2 separate regions of the Ovis aries genome follow, and region 1 is linked to region 2. A link is a contact called in public Hi-C data. All regions are on one chromosome and are shown on one strand. The core of a region is the stretch at or near the end of the contact, and the rest is flanking DNA. Distances in the headings are between cores, read along the strand shown.

The links. A called contact is a pair of places that touch in the nucleus more often than the background predicts.
Region 1: a contact with region 2 is called in a Hi-C map of omental adipose tissue, with 2.7 times the contacts expected there. The contact joins two enhancer-like sites. A contact is called at or near these places in 9 of 16 Hi-C or Micro-C datasets (blood, hypothalamus, liver and 4 more).

What each region holds. Positions count from the first base shown.
Region 1 is chr4:47,642,391-47,645,438 of ARS-UI_Ramb_v3.0, forward strand. The region is part of intron 4 of LOC114114509; the gene reads right to left. Among named protein-coding and RNA genes, the nearest start is that of KMT2E, 61 kb to the right of the region's middle. Within about 2 kb of position 1,436, at least 8 of the 54 cell types and tissues checked have an H3K27ac peak or open chromatin away from gene starts, as enhancers often do.
Region 2 is chr4:47,598,728-47,601,776 of ARS-UI_Ramb_v3.0, forward strand. The region is part of intron 3 of LHFPL3 (LHFPL tetraspan subfamily member 3); the gene reads left to right. The region is part of intron 6 of LOC114114509; the gene reads right to left. Among named protein-coding and RNA genes, the nearest start is that of KMT2E, 100 kb to the right of the region's middle. Within about 2 kb of position 1,369, at least 23 of the 54 cell types and tissues checked have an H3K27ac peak or open chromatin away from gene starts, as enhancers often do.

The DNA of each region.
Region 1 (3,048 bases), core at 186-2,685, 44 kb after region 2:
ATAAACCATGCTGGAATATGGAATGTGCTGGGAGATACTGAGAAGGTGGTTCTTGAGTTGGCCTCAAGACTAAGCCAGCTTTAAATGATCTAGGGAGGAGAGAGGAGGGGTGAAATGCGAGGGCCCAGCCTGTGCTGAACATGTGGGGAAATTGGAAGGACAACCTTGACGGCTTCTTGCCACAAAGACTCTGCCACCAGTAATGATTTCATTCTATTAAATAAGAAACAAAATAATAAAACAAATAATCGCTAACCTTAGGTAATGCTAAAGACTTTGTGTTTATTATCTTGCTTAACCCTCATAACATCATGAGGTGTGCGTGTACTAAGTCGCTTCAGTTGTGTTCGACTCTGTGCAACCCTGAGGACTGCAGCCTGCCAGGCTTCTCTGTCCATGGGATTCTGCAGGCAAGAATACTGGAGTGGGTTGTCATGCCCTCCTCCAGGGGATCTTCCTGACCCAGGGATCGAACCTGCGTCTCTTACATCTAACCTGCATTGGCAGGTGGGTTCTTTACCACTAGGGCCACTTGGAAATATCATGAGGTAGAACTGTACCTCAACCCATTCTACAGAGGACTAAACTGAAGCTCAGAGAAATTCAGTAACTTGCCCAAGAGCATGTTGCTAGAGAACAGCAAAGTTCCACACCCTGGCTCTTAACTGCTGGATTCAACTTCCTCTAGTTAATCAGTGACACAGTTTTCACTGTTGGCATTTCCCCACCACCTAGATAACCGAACAGAAAGGTAAACTAATTTTAAATTAGCTCCAGTTAATATTAAATAATAAAGCATTATCTGAATTATTCTCAAAGTGATGATTCTTAACCTTTGGAAGTGAGAGTCCCCTCTGAAAATCTGACATCAATTAAAGACCCTCATCCAGAAATATGTGCATATACACACAAAGTCTGCTTTGAACTTCAGGGACTTCCTGAAGCCCTGGAACAGCCCTAAGTTACCACTTCTTGACCTCACACTTCCAGATCCCAGAAAAGCCCCTCCAAGTACAGATGGTGTGGGTGTCACATTCAGTCCCAACATCCCCCCCATTAGCACAGATCATCAAGGTTGCTGGCGCAGCTGCTCTGCCTCTGTGTGCTCAGTAACTCAGTCATGTCCAACTCTTGGCGACCCTACTAACCAAAGGCCGCCAGGCTCCTCTGTCCATGGGATTCTCCAGGCAAAAATACTGGAGTGGGCTGCCAACATGTAATCAAATCATAAACTCTCTTCAACCATATTTGTTCTATTGAATAAGCATTTGAATTCTTGGCGAGCCTCATGGTCTGGGAACGCTGATGCTTTCGTTCTGCCAGTGTGAAGGGGAGCAGGCTGTGGGTGGGCCTTCTGGAACAAGGTTGTGTGACCAGATGCTATTGCTGATGCCTCACATACTGTCAGGTGCTGGGGTGGTCAGAAGTCACTTCCACCCTAGGGATCAGGAAGATAAACAAACAGAATTAACCGAACTCCCGTCCTGGAGCAGTCCTGCCCCATGTGTATTGGAGGAGGTCAAAAGTATAATAAATAGTTTCCTTTCCCCTCACTCTGAGTTTAGCAACAGTGTTTTTCTCCTCTTTAATTTTTTTCTAGGCAAGGAACAAAACACAGACAATGTACTATAATGTTAAAAAAAAATGTGTTTAGGAGACAGATGTAGATTTAAATCCTAGCTTCATAACTTACTCAGGCAAGTTACTCAGCATCTCTGAACCTCTGATTTCTGTTTTAGAAAATATGGACACCAGTGTTTATCTTACAGAATTGTTGTGAGGATTAGATAAGACAATACACTTATGTTCCTGACACATCATAAGTACTTAATAAGCAGCCACTAAAATCAGACCTCATGGTACTTATATTTCTGGCTATCAGGTTCACACTGAGATTAATAGCCCCACTGGATGGGTTTGCATAAGTCCTAGCATATCAAAAGCTATTGTGATCTCAAGGAAATATAAAAGAACCATAAACCCTAACCTCAATCATTCAGAGGCCATAACTGCTTTCTTAGATTTCTCTTCATTCTTGGCACAGAGCTTGGTGAACAGCTGAATGATGGCAGATACATGTGGACCACAAGTTACTACGGGAGAGCCAGGATCCCCTTAAAAAATCAATAAGTGGAGCAGATGTCCTGTTTACTGTTAACAAGACAAGAAGACAAGGTTAGTGTTAAATCATAGCTACCTTGAAGAACACTTTGTGTGGGGAAGAGGCTTGGTCTTCAGAAGTTCTCTGCAACCTTCTGGTTCCCTGAAAGGAATTGGCTATAAAGCACCTTTGGGCAAGCCCTTCATCTCTGAGCTTGGATGTTAGGAAAAGCCTTGGGGAAATCAGCTGGATTTACTTATATCCCAAATCTTCAAAGCAAAAAAAAAAAAAAAAGAATTTGAATTTACAATGAAAGACTCACAATACCTTAAAGAGTGAACAAAGTAGGACTCAGGATCAAGGGGAAAAGGTGAAGCAGATATGATAACCCTAAAAAGCACCACAGCTGTAAACTTCACTCTGCACTTTTTGAACAAAAAGAGAGACAGAACGTTTCCTAGCTCTCATCAGAAAAAACCAAAATGCCATTCATGGAGGGAGGCACAGCTCTTTCCTGGCACTGAACTCCGGTGAGAATTTCTCACATAGAACATACATAAGGAGCTGGAATCATGCCAGGTCTGTCCTCAACAACTGTTTTACAGTAAATACATGGTTTTAATAGCTGTTTATTGTAGTGACCTCATGGGAGATGTCAGACAACACCAGAACAAGGGGCATTCCAGCACTAGTGGCTGGAATGTCTTCCAGAATGAGTGGCTTAGTGTCTTCAAAAAGTCAGTATCCTGAAAAGAAAGGGCGAGGGAGAAATGTTTAAGCTAAAAAGAGGCAAGATACTGACGATACATAACCATTTTCAATGCAAGAATCTTGCTTGGTTGGTGAAGAAAATCATTGTAAGACATTTTGGTGATAGTCTAAGAATCATTAATATGGATTGATTATATTTAGATGATATAGGGAATTATTGTTAGAACCAAGGACAC
Region 2 (3,049 bases), core at 119-2,618:
AGGAAATGCCCTGAATAGGCAAATCCAGAGAGACAGAAGGTAAATAAATGAGTGTTTCCAAAGACCAGAGGGAGGGGAGAAAGCAGAGGTATGATGTTTTTGTGGTGATGAAAATATTCTACAATTAGTTAGTAGTGCTGGTTGTGCAACTCTATGAATATATCACAAATCAATGAATTATATTCTTTAAGTGGTGTCTTATGGTATGTAAGTTATATCTTAGTAAAGCTATTACCAAGAAAATAGTTTCTCTTCCACAAGACTTCTCAGTGAGTGGTAAAATCCTCAAGAGGAGTGTATGGTTTATATTTTATTTAGGGTACCTAACTGTTCTCATTTGCCTGGGACTGAAGGCATTCCCAAACATAACGGTCAGTGGTAAAACTAGAAAAGTCCTAGGCCATCCATGCAATATTGGGGACATACTTACAGTAAAAAAAAAAAAGTTCAATGTTTATCTGACATGTAAGCATCCTCTATTTTTATTTGCTAAATCTAGCAACCCTAATTTTACAGGATGATCCAATTTGTCTAGATCACGTAGAAGCAGAGATCTAGAGTTAAGTTTAAATCTAAGAGACCAACAGTGTTTGAAGTTAAGGAAGAAAGCTCTCAAAGCATTTTGGAACCTTGGCCAAAACTATTACCAAATAGTTCTTCAGAAATCTCTTTTCACAACTTTCTGCCTCAAGTTCTCTCATTTCCAAGGTCTACTGCAAAGGGTTCTTGTCAGAGGACTCTTTAAGAATGATATTAATAAATAGTTACATGAAATAATGTGCTTCTTTAAAGTGTTTCATCTTGGATGAAGCATAAACTAGTTCCTCCTGGCATCTGAGTACATGATGAACTGTATTGTAAGTAAGTCTATTTTTAGCTCACTAGTGTTTTGGAAGACAGGCTGTTAAAAATAGAAGCAGGCCTAGTAGAGTAGAGAAGCAAGAGTGCTTTTCCTCACCGATTAATGAAAATTTAGCTGGTCCTCTGAGCCCAGTACTCTTGCCTGGAAAATCCCATGGACAGAGGAGCCTGGTGGGCTGCCGTCTATGGGGTCGCACAGAGTCAGACACGACTGAATTAGCAGCAGCAACAGCAGCTGAGCCCAAATGGTTGGAGGGAAGGTGTGTGCCGCCGTATGATCAGGTTAAAAGGCTGTGGCTTGTAATTTGGAAATTAGCATGTCATGTGTCACTGAGGCAGAAGATGAGGGACGTAACTGTAACGCGAGTTCCCTGGAAATGCATAGATACAGGAAGTCAAGGGCTTGCATGTTTGACCAGGTGAAAGGCGCTGTGTTTTAAGAAGCCGGGGCTCAATTCAGTGATGGTTCTTTCCATCAGCACTTCTCAGCACTACAGGTTAGCAGCCACCAGGAGGCACCAAAGCAAGGCCATTCCGAAGGACGGCGTCTGACACTCCTGAGCAGCGGGGTGATCATCACAGCCTCCCCTTTGAGATTCCGTGCCCAGTATGTACCTTTCGGCAAAGCAACCGGGTGGGTATGCGCATGGATTTACAGTCAATTTCAAACGTGCTCTGGCGCTTGGCACCCTTGTGGCCTCTTTAATCCACAAACAAGGATTATAAAGTACCTCAGACAGAGGCAAGTGATAAGAATTAAATGAGTCAGTGTCTGGAAAGTGCTTAATACTTAATCCCGTGCTTTGTGCGTCGTAAATTCTCAGTTCCATAGTACACCCTGGAAGCCGCTAGGGGGTTCCGATGCCAACAAGGTCACAGAGAAGGCATTAGCTTTTTTTCATTCCCTTCCATTCTAGGATCTCTTCCCCCTTCCTCTCTCCTTCAGAGATCCCGAGACCTGCTTCAAAAGTCTTCCTTCTGACAATCTGCCAAGGACATTCTCCACAGAAATACAGTGATTCCCAAAATTCTGTTCAATCCTCTCTACCCAGTGTTTCCCCATGTGGTTCAAAAGCCGCTTGCATCAGAATCATCTGGATCCAGGAAGTGGGGATTTCTGGGGATGGAATCTAGGACTCTGCATTTTAATGAGCTTCCAAAGTCAATCTTACGCATAATAAAACTTGAGACTCTGCTCTACTCCTAGTGAGATTTTTTTAAACAGAGAATATAGTACCCATTGATCTCAACCAGCTGTTAACTGATTATCTGATTAAAGTAATTCACACTGAACTGCGAAGAACAGATAAACTCCCCTTTCAGAATTGGCATTCTGGCGTTTTACAAATCTTAATGAATTCCCAATTAGTGAAACGTCTGGGATGGACGTTTAAAGTAAAATGACCTTGCCAGTGACCCATACCTCAGGGGAAGCTTTCTTATGTCCTGGAACCCCAGGCTCACTGACTAGTGGAGTGGAGGGAAAAGAGAAGGAAGAGAAGAAGGCAAAGGAGGAAGAGTGGGAGATGGAAGGTTAGGAGAGGAGTTGGGAGAGGGGTGGACAGGAGGAACCACCCTCCCAAATATCCCCACCCCAACAGCATGTGTGCTTCAAGCTCATCCAAGTACAGAAGGTCCCAGCTGCAATCCGTTATACTCTATCCCAGAGACATCGCAACTGAGGCTTCTATTTTATTTGCTACTCAGTTTATTTTTTTAATACGAAACTGCCCAATTGCCCAGCCTAATATAAAGCTGCTACGGAGTAATAGCCCCTTGTTCTTTGTTGCTCCCAGACCATTTCTTCTCCCTCTAGGTGGCTATGACCCAGCCTCCAATTATTGGGTGTTCCCCCCTTCTCTCTTACAGCCCCTAAGTGAACTCTTCCTAGCTCATGATTTTAAATACCATCCACACAACTGGTGTTTCCTAAATACCTATCTCTAATCCCAACCTCTCCCCTTGCTGTCCAGACCCTTGTGTCTAACTGCCTCCTCTATGCCTCCCCCTGTAATTGTTGTTCAGTCACTCAGTCGTGTCCGACTCTTTGGGACCCCACAGAGCGCAGCACACCAGGTTCCCTGTCCTTCACCAACTCCCAGAGCTTGCTCAAACTTGTGTCCATTGAGTCAATGATGCCATCCAACCATCTCATCCTCTGTTGTCCCCTTTTCTTCCTGACCTCAAT